Regions from separate parts of the Ovis aries genome. Here region 2 is linked to region 1. Evidence: chromatin contacts called from public Hi-C data. All regions are on one chromosome and are shown on one strand. Each heading gives the region's core, a stretch centred on a gene start, on an enhancer-like site or on the middle of the called end of the contact. The rest is flanking DNA. Distances are from core to core; before and after follow the strand shown. Region 1 holds the start of NEURL1 (neuralized E3 ubiquitin protein ligase 1). Region 2 overlaps NEURL1 (neuralized E3 ubiquitin protein ligase 1).

What was found. A called contact is a pair of places that touch in the nucleus more often than the background predicts.
Region 2: a contact with region 1 is called in a Hi-C map of hypothalamus, with 2.9 times the contacts expected there. The contact joins the enhancer-like site here to the promoter of NEURL1 in region 1. A contact is called at or near these places in 2 of 16 Hi-C or Micro-C datasets (hypothalamus and muscle).

What each region holds. Positions count from the first base shown.
Region 1 is chr22:23,768,456-23,775,094 of ARS-UI_Ramb_v3.0, forward strand. NEURL1 (neuralized E3 ubiquitin protein ligase 1) reads left to right here and starts at 5,198. Exons shown (of 6, transcript XM_042238537.2): 1 at 5,198-5,807. The coding sequence starts at 5,723. It also overlaps the pseudogene LOC121817610.
Region 2 is chr22:23,843,884-23,850,058 of ARS-UI_Ramb_v3.0, forward strand. It overlaps NEURL1 (neuralized E3 ubiquitin protein ligase 1), which reads left to right. Exons shown (of 6, transcript XM_042238537.2): 5 at 1,131-1,277; 6 at 1,776-4,105. The coding sequence ends at 2,014. SH3PXD2A (SH3 and PX domains 2A) reads right to left here. Exons shown (of 14, transcript XM_027960561.3): 14 at 5,243-6,175. Among named protein-coding and RNA genes, the nearest start is that of NEURL1, 73 kb to the left of the region's middle. Within about 2 kb of position 4,383, at least 12 of the 54 cell types and tissues checked have an H3K27ac peak or open chromatin away from gene starts, as enhancers often do. A contact at or near this core is called in hypothalamus, where this site is marked.

The sequences.
Region 1 (6,639 bases), core at 3,948-6,447:
CTCTCCCTCTCCCTCTGAGTCTGTTTCCTGTTTAAAGGCTAGCTTCTCAGCAGGGAGGGCGAGGTCAGCTGTTGAAGTTTAAGGGAGCCCTGGCTCAGCCTAGATGAACTCCATCTTGTCTGCCCGGTGGGGGACCATCCCATGGCTTGCTCTGGGCTCAGTCTCCAGGGGTTCAGGGAAGGAAGAAAGGAAGCTGTCAGTCAAATATTTTATTATTTTATCAGCATGGAGACTCTTGAAGACTTGAACTGATCTGGGAGATGTGGAGAGTGAGAAAGGAGGAGAGGAGAGAGGTGAACCAGCAGGAGGAGACTGAGGAAGGAGCAGCAAGGGCAGAGAGACATAGGACAAGGGTGGAACAGGGAAGGGCAGGAAGAAGGGAGAAAGACAAGAGGAGGGAGGGAGAGAGAGGAAGAGGGAGCAAGAGAAAGGAGCTGCTTAGAAGGGAGAGAAGCAAGGCAGAGAAGGGGCGGTGGGGGCCAGAGCTGCTGCTGAAACTGTCCCTGGGTCCCCGCCTGGGGTCCCCTCTTCTCCTGTGCATTGGTGTGAGCGCTCACAGCATCCACATGGACACACGTGTACACGCAGCCAAACACATATGCACTGACACCCACCCCCTTGGGCAGAGCTTTCAGAATCTACACTGCTGGGGAGGCGGGGTTGCCACGGTGACAGGTGCTGGAGCACCACCTTATCGGTATTAATAGCTTCCATTGAAGCCACCAAAACAGTGACTTCATCCAGATCTTCTTCCTGGCAGGCTCCTTCTCCCTCCTCGCTTCATAATTGGGGCTGGGAAGGGCCCTCGGGGCCTCAGATGCCACTTCCCTGCCTCCTGGCAGCCTCTTTGGTGAAGGATGCTTGAAGCCTCAGGGATTCCACCCAATGTCCAGGGGAAGAAGGGTACTGTAGTTCTTTGCTCCTCTGAGCTTGGTCCAACCACCACCGCTGCCAGGAAAGGGTTTCTGAGGCACAGGTCCCCTGGAGGGGCCACCCTCAGCTACCCTGGGTCCCGTGCAGCCACACCCGCCTCCTCCAGGTCCCTGCCTGGCCAGAGACTTACAGTGAGTTGCCACCTGACAGTGGTGTTCCCCCTGCCACCATAGCGCAGAGCTCCTTGGGAAAACTAGGGCCAGTCTAGGGAGATGACATAAGGCAGCGGTCCCCAAGCTTTTTGGCACCAGGGACTGGGTTTGTGGAAGACAATTTTTTCACAGATAGGGTGGGGGAATGATTCAAGCACTTTACATTTATTGTGCACTTTATTATTATTACATTGTGATATAGAATGAAATAATTATACAATTCACCATAATGCAGAATCAGTGGGAGCCCTAAGTTTTGTTTTTCTGCAGCTAAATGACCCCATCTGGGGGTGATGGGAGACAGTGAGAGTAGGGCTTGTGCTCCTGTGGGAATCTAATGCTGCTGCTGATCTGACAGGAGGTGGAGCTCAGGCAGTAATGTGAGGAGGCCCTGTAAAAACAGATGAGGCTTCGATCACTCACTCACCACTTGCTCACCCATCACTCACTTCCTGCCATGCGGCCTGGTTCCTAACAAGACATGGACTGGTGCTGGTCTGTGGCCCACTGGTTGGGGACCCGTGACGTAGGGTACAAGATTTCAGAGGCATCACACTCAAGCCCGAGCACGAGCAAGGTGGCTGTTCATTACTTGGTTCCAAGGGCAAGTGCCCCCTTTCATTTCATCACACAGGGACGCCTCACTCATCTCACCTTAATCTCAGCCTTGTGGATGCTACCATCGTCTCCTCAGCCTCTGAGATCAGGGGATGTTTCTGTCCCTTCAGTTCCCTGCCTCGGTCCCTAATGCCTCTTGCCCTCCTGTGTAGCTCCCTGGTGTCAGCAGAGCCTCTGGACCCCTAGGCAGTCACCAGTGTCTGGTCCCCTCGTCTCTCCTTCCCTGTGACCTTCTCCATTTCTCCCCTGCTTGGCCCAGAGCCCCAGGTCTAGACCACATGGGACCCATGACATCCCTGCCTCCCTCTACCATGGGGCCTCACCAGGCCCCATCCCTTCTGTGTCCCAGCCCATCTCCCCAAGGCAGGGAAGGAGACGACAAGCTTCCCCCCCAGCCACTGTCGGTACATCCTACCAAGGGCTTGCACTTTGCACACCCTCCAGGGGAACTACTCTCGTCTATACAGTCTTCAGATTTATTCTGATGCCAGCAGCAGCCTAGAGTGACCTCATTCCAGCAGGCTTCAGGGCTATATGAGTGTGTGAGGGTGTGGGTATTTGTGTAGGAGTGAGTGTGTGAGAGAGTAAAAGTGTGTGTGCAAATGCATGAGTGTGCTGCCATTCAGAGCCCATGGATTTCTGATGCGTGAGTCATCAGCTGGCGTGAGCCTCGGGCAGATACGCCCATAAAAAGACAGCACCCCTGACCTGCCACGTCCATTTTGCAGCTGGCCGGGCACGTGATCCTGGGCATCTAAGAGGCTGGGGGCGGAGAAGGGAGCTGTCGTTCCCTCCAGACCCCAGAGAGCAGCTGTCAAGGATATTTCTAGCTCGCCTGGAGTCCCAGACATTTAAGGATGTGATGCCTGCAATGGGGTGGGGGTGGAGGGCAGGAGAGGGGAATAAGGGGTGGTTCAGAGGCTTTCCTCCCACGCCTCTTGGTGGAATTCGCCTGGCAGGCAGGGGGATTCGTCCATTTCACAAGCAGTGTTGGACAGTCTGTCATGTCCCAGGGATTCTCTTGGAGGCTGGTGACATCATGGTGAATGGAGTTGACCTGCTTGCTCCACTCACTGTGCGGGGAGGTAGACCATAAACCGGGGGGAAAGGAAAGTCTACTTTCAAATTAATTCCAGAAGATAGCACAGAGTAATGGTATGGAGCATAACTGAGAGTGGGGGAGGGGTTCTCTGGCTGGGCTGGTCAGAGACAGTTAGGAGGTGATACATGAACTGTGCCTGAATAATGAGGAGCTGTCACATGAAGGCTTGCGGAAAGAACCACCCAGAAGAGGATGGATGAGATGCCTGAAGCCAGCCCGTGTCCTTGCTGGATTCTGGATCAGAGTTGTTGAAACCAGTCAGGGAGCTAGAGGTGATGGAAAAGGAAGGCAGATTCTCTCTCCCAGCAGGACCTTGGCTCATCTTCTAGCCCTGACCAGACAGGGAGAAGATAGTACTGTAAACTACATGGGAAAATGATCTGAAAAAGAATGGACATATGTATATGTATAACGGAATCACTTTGCTATACACTTGAAACACAACATTGTAAATGAATTATAGTCCCCCCCCCCCAAAAAAAGGGAGAAGATGCCCCCCTGTCCAAGCAGATGATGACTCCCTTCCCTTCCTGCAGGTCCTAGTATCAGTGCTGAGCTTCAGGATGGATGAGTCATGTGAACAGGTGACTTGCTGAAGGCCCTTTCCTCCAGGAAGCTTTCTTTGACTGCCGCAAGCCACAGAGACCCCCACTTCTTGGAGCTGACAGAACCACTCAGTTCAGAGTTGGTGGTTCTCTGACAGTTTGTTCCTGAGATTCGTCCCTGAGGCTTGGCCCTCCATCCAGTTTTCTAGGTTCAGTCTGTGTTCATCTAAAGGCTCCCAAAGCCTTTTTGTGTCCAGTAACTGAACAGCCTGGGGTTCTTGTTCTGAGTCTTTGTCCCAGTGCCCCTTGGAGCTGACTGAGAGCAAAGGGTCAGGTACGGGGTGGGATTATTTTTTGTTGAAATGGACAAGTTATTTAATTATGTTCTTTGTAAGAAGTTCAGAACACTACTTTGTGAGGATAAATTCTATTTGTGAGAGCAAACACAGAGCGCAGGTAGCCCTGGAGCTGAGGGACAGCTTTACTCTTTGCAGAATGTATGAGTCCACGGCTTTCGGATCAACCTTGCGCTGCACTATGATTTCCTATTTCTCTTTGTGTTGAAGATCTCACCCTTCTGGTGTCTGGGCTTATGCAGCTTCTTCTTCTTAAAGTAAGCGTCAGTGAGATGTTCTGGGATTTTCACACCACTGATGTCGATTTTGGTGGAGGTGGCAATGACAAATTTCTGGTGTGTTCTACGCAAAGGAACTCAACTGAGGGACAGAGGCCCAGTCACAAGCAACAAGCCACTGCCCAGATGCTTCAGGAAAATGACCCTCTTTCCTCTGTGGTGCCCTGTGAGGATGATCAGAATAGTCCCGGGAGTGATGCCGCTGGCACGCAGCTTTTTCACATGCTTACTGAAGGGTTTTCTGCAGTGACTCAACAGCTTCTGAGGCACGTCTTCCATAGGGTAATACCTAGGCATTTTGTGAAGTCTGACCACTTAGGTACCACCATTCTTGTCGCCACCAACTGGTTTTGTTATAGTAGCAAGAACCCGAACCTTTTTTTTTTTTTTTAACCTTGGATTTAGCTGCTGAATACTGTCTCTGGTACAAGGCCTTCCTGGAGTACATAGCTGATCGGAATATCTGCCAATTCCTCTGACCAGGACAGGGTTTCAGCTGCAGTGGGGCTTCCCCTTCTTAACCTTCTTCACCTTTTTAGCCTTGTCACCAGCATCAGCCTTCTTGGTTTCAGGTTTTTTCTCCTTAATATCTGGCTTCTCAGCCTTTTCAACCGCCATCTTGCAAGATAGGAAAGAATGGGTGGGATTCTTAATCTCATCTCATTTATTCAGTCATCCATCCACTTAAATAAATATATATATATATATATATATACACACATACACACACACATATATACATACATATATATATTTTCTGGAGCTTTTATTGTATGCCAGGCACTGTTCCTGCTACTAGAGAAATCGGAAATGAGTTTCTTCGTCCCGGGCCTGGTATCCAGGGAGTTCACCGTTCTTACTGTATGGTTTCCCTTGTTTTCAAGACCAAGCGCCACTGTTGGTGAGGGGAATAAACCCAACCCTTGGAGCCCCAATCTCTGTCTGATATTTGACCCCTATCTGCTCCCCCGCCAGGCCAAGAAGGGCTAGTGTTGGCCGGAACGTCGCGCGCCCCGCGCCACATCTGGCTGAGCGGGAGCGCGCGTGTCACTAAGACGCTCATTCACCGGCGCAGCTGTCACCATAACAACCGGAGCGAGGGAATCCTGGCGACGGCTGGGGGCGGGGGCGGCGGTCGCGCGGGGGACCCGGCGGGGGCGGGAGCGCGGCGTCGGGGGCGGGGGGGAGACCCACCACCGCGAGAGCGCCCGGCACACCCCGCGCTCCTCCGAGCCCCGCTCCATGTCGAGCCGCCGGCGGGAGGGCACCGCGCACGTCGCCGCCTCGGTCGTCCCCGCGGGCGGGGACCCAGCCGGCCGCCAAGCCGCCGAGCCTCCGGGCAGGCCGAGCCGCTGAGCGCCCGCGCCGAGAGCCCCGACTCTATGGCCCGGGGGAAGCGTGCGGGAGCCAACAGCCGGAACCCGAGCGCCAGCGGGAGGAAGAAGGGAGCCCCGGGCGCCGCCGGCCCCGGCCCAGGGGCGCGCCCGCCGCGAAAAATGGCAGGCAGGTAGCCGGCTCGCGCGAGGAACCCCCGCGGCGGGCAGGACCCGCCGAGGACCGCGGAGCCCAGACCCAGAGAGGAGAGGAGCGGCCCGCCCGCCCCCCGCCGCAGCCCCACCGGGGCCCTCCCCCGGCGGCGCGCGCGCCCGCGCGCGCACACACTTGCACACCGTGCCTCCGCTCCTGCCCAGCCTCGCCTGCCCCCTGCGAGTGCCGAACCCCACTGGGGCCGGATGCCATGGGTAACAACTTCTCCAGTATTCCCTCTCTGCCCCGAGGAAACCCGAGCCGGGCGCCGCGGGCCCACCCCCAAAACCTCAAAGGTAAGGCTCCGCCGGGGCCAGGCTCAGCTGGCAGACGGGGGTGCAGGTGGAGGGGCAGGGACAGGTGGAGAGGTGTGGTTGGGGAGGCCAGACAGGTGCCACCTGTTGTGCGTCTTTGGAGGCGGGAGATGCATCTCTGACCATTGGGGGTGCGCTGGAGGTGGGGGGCTGCCGGTGATGATGGCGAAAATCAGGGAGGATGGCATTCCGTGGGGTCTACGCAGTTCTTCCAGCACACCAGAAACGTCACTGGAGTCCCCTCAGGCCACGGTGCTAGGCGAGCGTGCCGGGGATGAGGAAGGGCATTTGCCCGGTGGGTGGGGAAGTGTGGCAGGATGCTCAGGCCGGCCAGCTGTGCTTCCCAAGAGAAGTACCACGGTCTTCTTTTTCCTTTGCCCATGGCTGGAGAGGTGATGGCTGGAAACGCTAGTTGCCTTTCCGATTGGAGGGTCTTAAAAATACAGGGCCGCATAATAGCCTGGAAGAAGGGACCAGAGCTGGTGGCCTCTGGAGTCCTCTGCAGCTACTGACTTGTTGTATCCACCGAATCAGCTTGGTTTCTGGTTCCCCAAAGGCTAGATGTCCAGTCAGAACTCTAGAAAGGATGGGCTGAGAGCCTTGAGACAGATCTCAAGGTCTTTGCCCTCTTAAGTCCACCCACCTGCTCAGCACCCTCAGGGAGGTGCCAGGCCCTGTTCTTTGCTTTAGCTCTTCAGTGCTGTCTCTGACCTTTTGAAGACTCACCTGGGCCTTCTCAGGCCCTCAGAGCCCACTGATTCCCTTCAGAAAACTCCTTTTCTATCATCCTGAAAACCAGCCAGCACTGACTGGG
Region 2 (6,175 bases), core at 3,133-5,632, 75 kb after region 1:
CATCAGCACCATCTAATAATAGTTAAGTAGCTTTTCAGTAAAGCTTCTGTTGCTCAAAGAGGCTTACTAGACTAGAGCAAAGGAGAAGCTTAAAAAACAAACAAAAACCCCAGGACTTAAATGTCCCGAGAGGGAAGTAGGCCAAGGTGGGCATTGAAGATTAATCATTCAGAATTTAATATATGCTAAACAGTGTGCTCCTGAGCTGTTTGGAGAATTGAACATCTTGACTAGCAAAGTGGTGATAGAGGATCCTGACTCTAAAGGAAAAACAAATCAGTAACAATGTATGGAAGGATGATTATTTACTTCATAGAAGAATGCTTTGGTTTGTTGAAGGCCTAAGTGAACTAAGAATGAAAAGATATTTCCTTCACCCTAAAACTATAGCCGATTTCATGCTTCATGGTGAAACATTAGAAACATTATCATTAAAATCAAGAATGTGATAGAGATGCCATATAGTATCATTCTGAAAATGCTAACCAGTGCAATTAAGCAAGAAAAGCAAATAGGTATAAATTTCTGAAAGAAGGAGATGATAGTTCACTTAAAATGTGTTAACACTACTAAGAGAAATCCTGTGGAAAGCTAATAAATATTCTTAGAAACAGTGACTATTAAATGAATTAGATTGAATAAATTAGACTGAATAACTACTAATAAAAAACATCTCATTGAGCACTTACTTGTGTGTAGGGCATTATGTTAGGGCCTGTGGGAAAGTCACAGGTGAGTCAGGCTTTCTGCTCTCAGGAAGCTCAGGGTTTAAATAGGGAAACATTACGAAGTTACATTCTTGGGCAAAGAATAATTTCCCAGGCTCTGTGCTTGCTTATCTGCATGCATGGTGTGTATGACTGGTCAGTGCTGGATAGAGATGTGGGGTGGGGGGAGTCAAGGCTGGCTGGAGGAAGGGACTGAGGAGAGCCCCAAGAGACTCCCTGGACAGTTAGCACTTTAGGGCAAAGGCTCAGTTGGTCTCTGAGCCTAGTGGCTGGGCTGTGTGGTCAGGCTGCATCACCTGTTTCTCTCCTGGGAACCTAATAGAGGATAGAAACTCGAGCTTTCCCCCAGTGGGCCTCTGAGTGTCTAGGTCCCACCTTCCTTCCTTCCCTTCCTTTCTGCAGGCTCTACCATCCTGGCAGAGCGGGGCATCCCATCACTCCCCTGCTCCCCCGCCTCCACACCAACCTCCCCCAGCACCCTGGGCATCCGCCTCTCTGACCCCTCGCTCGGCACCTGCAGCTCTGGCCCTCTGGGGAGCTCTGCTGGAGGTAAGTAGGCTGGCCCCTTCGGTTCCATGTGACCGTGTCAGCCCTTCCACCCCGAGGGACCTGCCCTCCACCCTGGCTGAGGCAGGTCTGCAGACGGGGCCCTGGCGGAGCTGGAGATGGGCCCAGTGAACCCAGGTTGAGTGGTGATTCCTGGGCTGGGTCCTGTCCTGTCTCTTAGCTGGATGGCTTTCTCCAGAGGACTTCTTGAGCACAAAGAACCCCAGAGAGTAGCTCAGTGGGGCCTCCCCCAGTGGGTTTTGGGCCTCCATCCTTCCTGCCTCTTCTCATTGCTTCACAGACACCCTGGCCCCTGGTCTGGGCACAGAGGGGTCGGAAGTGGGGCTGTCCAGAGTGCATCCTTTTTCTTCTTGTGCCCAGGAGGTGGGTGGCAAGGTAGACAGGCTGATCCCAATCCATGGAGGAGGAGAGGCCAGGGCTTTCTTCATGAACCTGGGACCAGGTTCGTGCCTCCCCCTCACTGCTGTCCCGTGTCCCCAGGGACAGCCCCCAACTCACCAGTGAGTCTGCCTGAATCACCAGTGACCCCAGGCGGGGGCCCGTGGAGCGATGAGTGCACCATCTGCTATGAGCACTCGGTGGACACGGTCATCTACACGTGTGGCCATATGTGCCTCTGCTATGCCTGTGGCCTGCGCCTCAAGAAGGCTCTGCACGCCTGCTGCCCCATCTGCCGCCGGCCCATCAAGGACATCATCAAGACCTACCGCAGCTCCTAGCCGTCACGGACCCACCCAGTCCCCAGCTTCCTCCGACTCCGGCCCGGCTCCAGCTGAGGCGCAAGTCAGCAGGGCCCCTTGTCTTCTTCCTCATTTTGGAAATTCTTTCCCCTTCTCATTAAACTTGGGAAACAGCCCCTGAGGTCTGGGGAGGAAGGGGTGTCAGGCTGGGAGATGGGGGCAGAAGCAAGTCGCAGCTCTTCCCTGCAGGCTGAGGGGCTAAAGCACAGGGGTCTTAGCCTGTCCTGGTCCTTTCCTGCCTGGGGTAGATTCCCAGGAGGTCTCTTTAGCCTATGTGGCACCTTTGTGAACATTAGAAAGTGTGTCCCATCCTCTGGGCAGATGTGTCCCTGAGCCCAGACACGCGGCCTCGCTAGTGGAGTGTGGACCTGGATTTCAGCCTCCGTTTTCTCCCTCAGCCAGCTGCCCTTGAGCAGTGCACAGCCTGGGCTGCTGCCCTGCTCTCTCACTTTCCCCCACTGTCTCCTTCCTTCTTTCCCTGCCCCTTGGGCCTGGCAGCCAAGGGTGAGACTGCCAGTGGATCCCTCTCATCCCAGGAGGGCTGCCGCCTCTGTGCTGTGCCTGTCTTCCACTCACCTTGTATGGGTGGACAGACAGGCCACAGAAGCCTCTGGGTTCTGGGTTGCTAGCCCCCTGACCTGGTTGAGGCGTGGAGGGCCCCTTCCTGGTCATGGCCTGTTTGCCTCAGTGGGCTCGGGGATGCTCTTGCCTGGGGGCATCCCCTTGGCGTGGGCTGGAGAGCAGGGTAGGTCTTCTGTCAGGCTTTAGCATCCCTGGGAGAGGCCAGGATCCTGGGTTGGGAGTAGAGGACTTCCTGGAGTAAGAATGGCTTTTTTTTTTCCCCTGTATTTTTATTTATTTATTTATTGGGTTTGTAGGGGTTAGTTTGGGCAGGGGGAGTGAATTGCCACCCCCCAGACTCCTATAAAGGCTGCCCTAGTAGATGGAGTGCCTGGTTGGAGGGCCAGCAGAGGTTGTCATCACTTAAACTCTGCCCTAAACTCCAGCACACGAGTCCATAGCCATCTCTGCTTGCCATGAAATAGGACTCCATAAAAAGGGGCCGAGTCGGGACGCCTTCTGGCAACTTGTGTCCACTTTCTAGAGAGGGCAGCAGAGCCTCTGCAGTGCCCTGGGACTAGCAGATCACCCGGAGCCACAGAATGCCCTTCTTCTTGGGCTGGAGCCTGGGTATCTTAACTGGCTCATACACATCGGGAGGCCCGAGTTCCCCACTCTGTAAGGACATGGAAAGGTCTGGGCAGGCTGGGGGAGGGAAAGCCAGCTGGTCTCGTCATTGTAGGCACTCTCTCCCCCAGGAGAGAGAAGGGACGGGTCCCAGCACCTCCAGTTTCTTGGTCCTGATTTTGGAGTGGGGGAGGACCCCCGGCTGCTCTTAGGGTATAGTCATCTCAGCCCTGCACGCCTGTCCTGGTAGGCCATGGGCTGGGGCCACCTCTCGGAGTCCTGGCAAGTCTCCCTGAACCTCCAGCCCTCTGTCCCCTCAGATGGCTTTTTTTTACACCCAGTGGAGACTGCTTTGTTATGTGGCCTGCAGAGCATGGGATTCTAGACCTGGCCACTGACCAGCTGTGTGGTCTTGGCCAGGTCACAGTTGCTCTGAGTCTCAGCTGCCACCTCTGTAAAATGATTGTTGCGGGTGTGGGAAGACTTTTTTGTGACTCTCAGGGGGCTCTTTGGTGGTGGCTGCTATGGGGTGGGGTGGTGGGAAGCACAGGGAGGGGGGTCACGATGCCAGGCTGGCCCTGTGTGTACCTGCCTTGCAGGGCACCTTTGGGAAGTCACCATTCTGCCATGGGTCTCTGCTCCCCACTAACCCCATAGACCTCTTCTGTGGGAGTGGGGTGAGATGGGGCTGGTGGTGGCCCCAAGCAGTCAGGGCGCCCATCCCAGAGGCAAGGGAAGTTCCTAAGTGCAGGGGCTGCGTGGCCTGAGGGTCAGGGAGATAAAGCCATCCATCCCATTGTCTCTGTTAGTGTGAAGGTAGCTGTTGCCTCCTTTGTGAGCTTGGATCACCGTGATTGTGAATAAAGGTGATTTCGTACCAGCCTGAGGGCTGTGCTGTGCAGTATGGAGGGCTGGGGAGGGAGGAAGGGCGGGCTGGTGTGTGTGTGGCGGGGGCGGGTGGTGATGGTGATGGAGGTGTGGAGGAAGAGGGCCAGGTGTCCTGCTTCGGAGGGGAGCCAACAATCAGAAAAGACTCCCTGGAGACAGCCGGGGAGGGGGAGGTGGCTGGAGCATGGTCTGGGGCTTGTACAACAGAGGCCAGAATGCCAGGCGAGCCTCGCTGTAAGCCAAGAAGGAGAAGCCACTGCCCTTCCGTGACTGCAGGTCTCTGGATCTGTCAAGAGCAGGAGCTGCAGAAGTCCATGAAGCTCTGAAAGGCTGAGCTGGATCTGAACCTGTGTGTAACCTTTGTAGAGGGGTGGCGCCACCTAGGGGCTAAAGGGAGGATGGCAGGGGCTGTGCTGAGCTCCCCAGAACTGAGCCTGCCCATCCCTCCCCCCAAGCCCAGACTTCTTGCCTCTGGCTGGGAGTTCAGCTGCGCGCCCACTGGTGGGTGCAGAGGCTAATGCCAAATGAGTGGCACAGCTAGTTAGAAAGGGAGGCCTCTGGCTAGGGACCTTTGGAAAAATTTCCCAAGTGGGCTGAGTACATCTAGGTGGCTGTGAAAGCTGGAGTGCCAGAGCGGGTCCAGGCATGATGTGGGGACCTAGCTCATTTGGCAGCCTGAGCCTCAGAGGGGCACGGGATGCTTGCCTTCCTGCCCTCTCTCCTGGGAGGATGCTCTGGCTGGCCAGCCTCTGCCTGGCCTTGAACGGCCATGGGCCACTTCCTACACCAGGACTGCTCAGCCCTGCTTACTGAAGTCCAGCAAAAGTAGGGGAGGGTCAGGGGCTCAAGCTGAGGAGCCATGGAAACCCACTGGCTGTGGTCTTGGTGGCGCCAAGGTCTGTACCTCTAAAAGCCTGGGCCACTGGCCAGAAAGCCTTCCAAAGGTGGGGGAAGGCTGGGGAGCTTGAGCATGCTTCCCACCAGCAAGGGTGGGAGCTTACATGTTTCCCCCACCCAGTGTCCTCAGCGGGCCCGGACCCTGAAGTTCATGCCTCATTTGGGCGTAATGTGACTTTTGCCACTCGGCTGGATGTTTTATCTGGTGGCAGGGAGAATCAGGAGGTGATTCTGTTCAGTTAAAAAGGCAAAAACTTTATTTAGTTTTTGGGGAAATACAAGATGCATGTAAACATAAAATACAAAACAAAACAACCCAAATCTTACAGTCTAGAAGCATGCCAAGACAGAATATTCTCTGCAGACCGAAGAGTCCCGTCAGAATGATAAAGGACACCTGGAAAGTGGCAGGTCAAGGGGCTGGGTCCTTTCCCCAAGGACACTGCATTTTTGTGATGAGAACAGCTGAAAAAAAAACCCACTATTAAAAATATTAGGAACATGGAGACAGTTTAGCACCACCATTGAGCCTGGAAATTTTTTTAGCACTCAAACTGCACTGAATTCAATATCCTTTTCTTCAGTTTCTCTGAGGGGAGAAAGGGGAATGATCTCCTTCAGCCCCACAGGTCCCACTAGGAGCTGGGAGAGGTTGCGTGGACACTGTGAGGAACGCCCCAAAGACATCCAGCTAGCTTACATGCAACCATGCAGTCCACAAACCCATGCTTCACAAACCTGCCACTCACACCCGCCTGGTTCAGAAGTCGCCTTCCTGCAGATTTCCTATAAACTGACAGTGAAACCCTTTTCCCATCCTGTGTCCTGGATTTAAAGAAAACCTGTTACAGAGACCAAGCTGCAGATCCAAGAATGGAGGCTCTGTTTACCTTTCTTTCTCTGAAATGCTCAAGAGCAGTATGCCTTGCTCACAGGCTACTAACATGATGACTGCATTGCACCATCTTCTGAGTCACACTAGTGAGGCAGGCTCAGCAAACTGAAACACCATAGACATCGTTAGGTACTCAAGAATAACTGGCGTCAACAGAAGAGCAAATGAGGTTGCCCTCCTCCCACATATGCTGGATGGTGTCTGGACCCCGAGGTTTCAGTCTGGGGATGGTGGGTCCCTACTGCATGAACCATTCTGCTTACTGGTCTCTG